2 separate regions of the Gasterosteus aculeatus genome follow, and region 1 is linked to region 2. The links are chromatin contacts, called in public Hi-C maps. All regions are on one chromosome and are shown on one strand. Each heading gives the region's core, a stretch centred on a gene start, on an enhancer-like site or on the middle of the called end of the contact. The rest is flanking DNA. Distances are from core to core; before and after follow the strand shown. Region 1 holds the start of igfn1.1 (immunoglobulin like and fibronectin type III domain containing 1, tandem duplicate 1). Region 2 holds the start of nudt3b (nudix (nucleoside diphosphate linked moiety X)-type motif 3b).

Region 1 (3,872 bases), core at 877-3,376, 130 kb before region 2:
ACGTAATGGTGGTAATACTTTTCACATCCAGTTTTTTAATCATTTTTCAAACAACTTATATCCATCTATTTGTGGCTGTTTTTAACCAAATGAGTTGCGGTATCGAGTGAGCTTCTTTGACCGTCGCCATGGTCAAACCCTTTGACCTCTGATGTCATCTTTGGATGCTTACCAATCCCCTACACATTACATCAGTTGAAGTTGACCTATCGAATTAACGTCATCAAATTCAATGTCAGCAGTGTTCTTTGACGATCGAAATGAATATAAATGACACCTAAGAGAAAAATGATAACGGACTGAGCGCTTCGGTCGCCCAACACAGATCCCTGCTCCGCTGACAACATATCTGCTATCTTCTCAGATGTCCCTCTCTGCGGTTCTCCACAGGCCCCTGACTTCAGCAGAGTGTACAAAAGTATCTGTGTAACTTACAGGAAACTGCACCCGGTGACAAGGCTCCTGGGTGTCGGATGAGCGACGCCGCTGCTATTTCAGCTTCCCGGTGGATTTGCTCAAGAGGGCCGACACGTTGATGCATGCTGTTCAAAGTGCGCGTAACGGCTTAAGCTGAAGCGTGGTGGGCGGCAGCGTGCTTTTGATCAGTCTGTGTGTTTTCTCCTCGTTTTACTTTTTGCTCTTATCTTGGAAGTTAATCGCGTTTGTTCGGATCCTTCAGGCGTGACTGCGCTGAGGATAATTGCCTTCCGGAAAAAAAAAACACATTCTGCATGTGCATAATGTGAAACCCCGGCGTAGAGAGAAGGGCTGCAGCTGTTTTTAATGTCGATAGAGGTCCTGTTTTCTGCCAAAACACAACCCACACCCTTCACGCAGAACTCTTGTTTCCTCAGCCTACGTATCGACTCGATGCCTCCATCCAAAAGTTAGTCATCAACCAAACCGGCTCACAGCTCTGACCTCGCCGCTGTGATCCGGCTTCCCTGGATTTAAAACCGAGCAGCCTGCAAACCTTACTGAAGTGATTTCATGCACCACCACCACATTTGGGTGCACTCTGTGTGTGACTAAATCATGTATGATGTTGAATATATTGAATTTAGAAAAGCATTAACATGGTTACATGTAATCTGAGCACTTATAGCACTTAATAGTTCTACTCTGAGTAACTGTATTCTCTTTAGCCACAGCGAGTTCCCCTCTTTGTAAAGGGAAATACAAGCGTGTATTCATCGCATTCCTTCTTGTTTACCGTGACGATTTGTGCACCCGCTTGCAGAACGCCTTCCAGATGCAAATAGTGATGGCGCGCGTTGTATTCATGCTGATTATGTTACAGGGGCGAACTCACAAGAAATGGGTTGAGCCGTCATCCATTTCTTCCCTCCGCTCACCACATGTTCTTATGCAAGCATGCCTTCGTTTTGAGGGCCACCTACCTGCTCCAAGTCCCCAGTGCGCTGAGTGCCGGTCCCTTTCACGCAGCCGTTCTGGTAACGCGGTGCCGTCTTTTTTCAATGTAATAGATCCTTCGAGCGGCGTGAACGGCTGTGCTTGATGCTCCTCTCGTGCCTACAACCAGTGACTGCCAAAAGCTCTTTAGCCTTTTTTGTATTTGTGTTGACTCCAAAGACATTGGTGCTTGGGTGGGCGGTGAAGCACAGTGGGGGCACATTGGAGGGGGGTGGGGGGGGTCAGAGAGCAGGTTAAATACCTCCTTGGAGAATCATTTGTTCCTGTAAACCAGATGTAGATGAAATTTGTTTAAAAGCCTCCAACTAGATATGTTACACAAGTTTCAGACCTGATCAGGTCAGCTACTGCATGTGTATGGTTAGTGTCAAGGTTAATGGGATTAATGAAAGTAGTTATATTTAAATGACCACAATATGAACATATTTATTAAATTATTAAATGAAGGAAAGTGTTTGACAAAGAACAAGAAGAACCTCCGTACGGCTTTTCTTTTTAAAAACAACCTCGGAATGCAAATGGTTTTTACTCACATGACATAAAAATAGATTCTGTGGATTGAAACTCGTAGCTGATAACAGCTAAACTAAGGCATGAGGCCGCAGCCCTCGAATGCTCTTCTCTCGTGTCTTTTATTACCAACTCGTATTCCAGTTGCGTGTCGCGTCGAGAGCCGTGTTATTTTAGGACTCAGTGTCAAAGTTGCCAGCCGCTGTCCTTAGAGGCTCCAATAAAGAAGGGACGTGTGGATGTGGCACATTGTTCCCTCGCAGCGGGCGCCGTGCTAAACACGGAGCAGCTGTTACCAGCTTTGGGCCCTCGGAACGTCGGGAACCCGATCGAGAGTCTCACCGTGAATACAGTAAATGAAGCAGGAGAATAAAACACTTACTAATGCGTCTCCAACTTACTTTTATGTACACAACTTGTGACACAACACAATTGCTTGAGTTGTTTTTCATGTTCCTTGTTATTGTATGTACTGTGTTTTGGGGGTTGAATTCAATCTGATTCAGTCTGATTCTGATTTATGGATTTGTTGTCATGGTTTACAATCTAATATGACAGATCTCCCTGAAATGTGTTGCCACCGCATGACTTTATGGCCTCGACAGTAAAACTGGGACATTTTGCTTTGAGCAAACATAAACAATCATAAATCTGTCTCACCTAAACAAACGTGCCTCCAGGTATCACTTTCTAACAGGTGGACATCACGGTTCTGTAACTATTTAAGTCACACACTAAATGTACCACGTACGGTCACGGCTAACATCGTTGCTGATCTGCATTCATGTTGAATTGTGAAGTACAATTTTACGAAAATACCCTTATTTAATCTGCTTTTATGTCGGTCGTGTTAAGCTACCCTGAAATGTGTTGAATGGGATTTAAAACACGGCCACGCCAGCAGCCGCTTGTGTTCTTCTGGGAGTCACACAAACGCAAAGTGCTTCATGCTCAAGCATACGTACATCTCGCACGCTGCTTATCTGGCTTACTGGTTCACTTGCAGGAGAAGATGACACCGCGGGCGTGTTCTGGTGTGCACGCCGGAGCTGAAGCACGCCCCACGGTCAGGGCCAAGTGGGAGTTGCAGCGGCGGATAGCATTGAAAAGAAAAAAACTGTAATATTGTAAACCACAAACGAGGTAACAAATCCCTCTGTTCAAAAATATTTCATTTAATCAGTATGCGCAAAAGGGTTTCTCATTGAAATGAATGAGAAAATGTGAAAACTTTTGACTGGTACTGTATTTAAAATGTATTTTCCAGCTACGCCAAATACACTAACTTAAGACAAACAATCTGGGAGAAGATGATCTTTTATGAAGGTCATAATAATAATGTGAGTTTTGCTATGAAACTCTTTTAATATTGTTCATTCCGCTGAATGCTTATTTTGATGATGCACTCTGTTGAGCAATGCTGCATATAATTACAGGTGATCCCATTATTTTTCTCACCCCATTTATGTCAGCGAGGATATTTGAGTCTCGCGGGGCAAATTTGAGATCTGTTTTATTACGTGAATGAAATTGATTCAGATACAACAGAGTGATGTCTAACCGAGCAGAGAATGGCGTCGCTCTCGGCACGGCCCCTGGCCGAAGCTCAGCGCCGTCCGATGCGACCAAAAGGTTCACCACCGAAAGCCAAAAACGAAAAGGTACGAACGGTTTTCTCCGCCCGCGGGTTCAGCGACCCTACAGGGGCTGCATTTGACTGTCCAAGTTCTCCCCTCTTGTGCTGTTATTCACTTCCTCACATTACTTTTTTCCCCGATTAAAGTTTTCATTCCCATACCTACATGCCCACTGGCTCTTTCTGCATCTGTTTCTATGGTCTTTGTCTCCCCGTTGTCTTTCTCCCACTTCATTTATCGTCCATTTCTAGTTATTCTTTTATATTCCAGTCCTCCCTTTGAGCCTTCTCC
Region 2 (3,670 bases), core at 111-2,610:
GCACTTGGTCCTGAGTTTGTTTTTTTAATTGATGATAAAATTGATGATAAATTAAACAGTATTAGATTTGAAAAAGTGTGTTGCAAATGTGAATCTGAGTAGAGATTAACGTGATTAAATTGCTGCTGCACATTAGAGATGTCTTAACTAATTTACAAGCTTTACTCCACAAGTGATCCAGAAGTAGAGATTGTCCTAGTTGGGAAAAAATAAAATGCCAATATTCAAATAAAGCACTGTTATCAAAATAAAAGTGTCATACTGAAATGATACTGAGTAGATATTGTGAAGTGTGAGCATATTGTAGTCTACACATGAGGTGTCGACCCAACGTTAAATGCTTTGTCCCTTATTCAAAGATTATCATTTTACCAACTTTGAAGGGGACCATTTTTTTCCAAATTCATCACGATTAATAAAGGTTCTAGTCATCGTCAGCAATCTGGAACTGGTCCAGTTTCACCTAAATTTGCTGTGAAGACTAAAATATGTAAAACAAAACGGGTACAAAGTAAAAAAGTAAAACTATCCTTCAATAAAAGTGATATAATATAATAAAGAGTTGAGATTGTCAAGTGCGAATATATTGTTGCCGCACAGAAGAGGTGTCTGGACAAATGTACAGGTTGAGTTACGTAACTTAAAATCATTATCATGCTTTATTAAAATTGTTTTATCAAAGTCCACAGACAGAAAAGTAAAACGTTAAATTAACATAGAGGCTGAAACAGGCAAATATTGGCTTGAAAATTAGTTGGACTATTGACTAACAGGAAAAGTGACTAACTAGTCACTTTTCCTGTTTGTATTGTTATTGCTTAAAATGTTGGCTTGAAAATGAGTTGTAGGAGTATTGGCTAACTAGTCACCTTGCCTCGTTGTATTGTTATTGCTTATTGTTTCTGCTTTTACCATTCCTTTGAATACCTTAACCAAGACATTTTTTAGGACCCTGCTAAAAAATGCACACCCACAATAAAAAACAGATGTCTGCAACCAATTGATGAATCTGGATGTCATAATAAAGTTACCACTTTATTTTGTCAAGATGTGTAAATATCAGTATATTTATATTGCAGGTTAGCCTTAAATAAAAAGTACTTCCAGGATGATTATAATATAAAAAGCTCTGAACTTTAAAAAGGCAACCCATTGAATATAAAAGTTAATTCAAATGAAATAATTAATATTGCTGTTGTTAATAGATTGTGGATTATCTAATATATTAAACAACAGTTAGTTATGGAACACGGCTGAACTCATATGTGTTATAAACCATTTTTAATAGACGCGTCTGACCTGTTTTAAATCACATATGTGGGCGCCGTCCATTACCTGCGGTGCTGAAAGCCAATCGCCCAAAACCTGAACAGATCAAACATTTTTTAAAATATCATTGCGTCATAATGCCTCGGCTACCTCCGTCGGCCTCGAACTCACTTAATTATATCCGCCTCGAACAAGTGGCCGTCACAAGCCAGTTGGAGCCCAGAGTACCAGTTTCCTTTGCCGGCTCCCTCCAGCGGGAGCGTGGTGTTGCGTGGTCCCCCCCTCCGCCCCGTTGCTGCAATTCTTCAACGGCGGGTGGGAACTTTTCTTACGTCCCCCGAGCTGTTAAAATTCAAATTACGTCGTGGGCGTAAGCGGCTCCTTATAATGGCGACCGTGCCGTAGATGTGCCAGGGTTTGTGAAAATGAAGCGAAGAAGAAGTTATTTCTTTTAAGTGACACGCCGAGGTTTCCCGGAGGAGGACTTTTCGCGCCTACGAACCGTCGTCTTTACGAGTGGTAAAACTTAGCTGTACTTTTGAACTTTTATTCCCTTTTCGAGATGATGAAGCTCAAGTCAAACCAGACCCGGACGTACGACGGGGACGGCTACAAGAAGCGGGCCGCCTGCCTATGTTTCAGGAGCGAGAGTGAGGAGGAGGTGAGTCCGGGGATGTCGCTGTCTGCTGGGCCATGCTAACATGCTAACATTAGCCGCCGTAGCTGCTTCCAACGTATTCTGTCTGTAACGTTGTTTTTTTATCAATACAGCTGTGGGGTTTACGCCGTGATAGAAACTCGTTTCTCAGGCTCCCGTGTTGTCGACTGTCGTTTTTGTATCAAACATTTTAGTTTAGAGCTTTTACTTAACAAGAATGTTATGTAAGCATATTTCAGCTGTGCATATAACCACCTTCGTGGTTTTTATGCACAGCGTTACTTTGAGTCAACCTGTTAGCGGCATGCTAACGCTAGCGCTAGCTTGCTAGGTAGCCGTGTGGCAGCTGTGGGCAGCCGGCTCACGGCCAGCGACCGCAGCCCAGAGCCCGGACTGTGGCGAGTGGGTCAAAATAATTGTTTTAGTCTTTCGAAGTGACTCGCTGAGATGTGTGTATATCACGGGGGATTTTGGCGAGCTAAGTAAATGTTGGCGTTAACTGGGTTAGTGTTAATGCAACTGGTATCGATAGCCAAACATGGGACTGATGTAACTGTTAGCCATGCTAGCTTCAACTAACGGACAACACCGGTCGCGCAGCCCGCTACTCTCTTTTACGATGGTGACTTTTATGACTCAAAATCCGTATTTTTTAAAATATTGTATCATCCAGCCAGCTTAATGACACACTCAAAACCTGTTTTGTGTTAAAAAAAACGTAACGTTAGTTGACATAACTGCGAGTGTTGCCTCTCGCTACCTCCGTGCGCTCCACCACAGAAAACCAGTCAAAGTTGTTTTATAAAGCTGATATCCAGTCAACAACACGCACTAAAACCTCTTTGTAGTTTAAACATTACTAGGGAGGGAGAGCGATCGGAGACTTAATTCCTCTTTTCTGGTAAAAGTACAGGCCACATCGTGAACACGGGCTTCTGAATACAGGAAACACATCAGCCTGACATGCTCATCGATGCAAACTTTCACCAGAGACTAACCTCTTATCTACTAGATCGATAGTGAGCCAACATGTGAGCGTTCCTCACAACATACTGTATACTCACGGTACTATTGCAGCTACACACCAACTTTTCCAGTTGGCTAACTTGGCTCCAGGTCATTCCGGATAGCCTTGAATGTTCGTTTACTGGTAGCTATTGTGTCATATGTTAGGGTTTGGCTCTTTTTGTTCATATTATGAACACGCATCACTGAATAATCTCACTCCATGGGGCAACAGTGGCTTTGTGTGAACACAAACCATGGAGCACGGTTAGCTGTGTTGGTAGGCTGTAACGCGTATCCATTTTTTGTATGGGACGCTTCACAGGTGCTGTTGGTAAGCAGTAGTCGACATCCCGATAAGTGGATAGTTCCTGGAGGGGGAATGGAGCCCGAGGAGGATTCCAGTGTTGCTGCTGCTCGAGAAGTGTGTGAAGAGGTGGGTTCTTTAACTGTTTTTCATAGTTCGAATACCCTTAATCAAGCTTACAACATGGTCCCTCTACGTTGTTTTTTTCTAATTCAGTTGCCGTGTTGAAAGTCCACTTACGAACTTCACTCGACCCATGTGTCTGATCCATGAATGTGAAATAATCCTCTCTAAACTTTGTTCGTAGCCAGGAATACGGTTCTCAGAATGGATTTCCATTCCGAGCGTGATATTGTGTTTCAGCCACTAAATCGTATCTGCATTTAACACCGGGCCTAAAACCTTGCTCTCAAAACCCATCTAGTCTGTGC

What was found. Hi-C and Micro-C count contacts between places; a contact is called where the count stands out from the background.
Region 1: a Hi-C map of skeletal muscle shows a contact between it and region 2, with 4 times the contacts expected there. The contact joins the promoter of igfn1.1 here to the promoter of nudt3b in region 2. A contact is called at or near these places in 2 of 6 Hi-C or Micro-C datasets (both in skeletal muscle).

The regions. Positions count from the first base shown.
Region 1 is chr17:3,996,882-4,000,753 of fGasAcu3.hap1.1, reverse strand. igfn1.1 (immunoglobulin like and fibronectin type III domain containing 1, tandem duplicate 1) reads right to left here and starts at 2,126. Exons shown (of 25, transcript XM_078092867.1): 1 at 1,968-2,126; 2 at 1,401-1,697. It overlaps LOC120835082 (a long non-coding RNA gene), which reads left to right. Exons shown (of 3, transcript XR_005714535.2): 3 at 2,951-3,747.
Region 2 is chr17:3,863,274-3,866,943 of fGasAcu3.hap1.1, reverse strand. It overlaps nudt3b (nudix (nucleoside diphosphate linked moiety X)-type motif 3b), which reads left to right and starts at 1,360. Exons shown (of 5, transcript XM_040204883.2): 1 at 1,360-1,930; 2 at 3,258-3,368. The coding sequence starts at 1,832.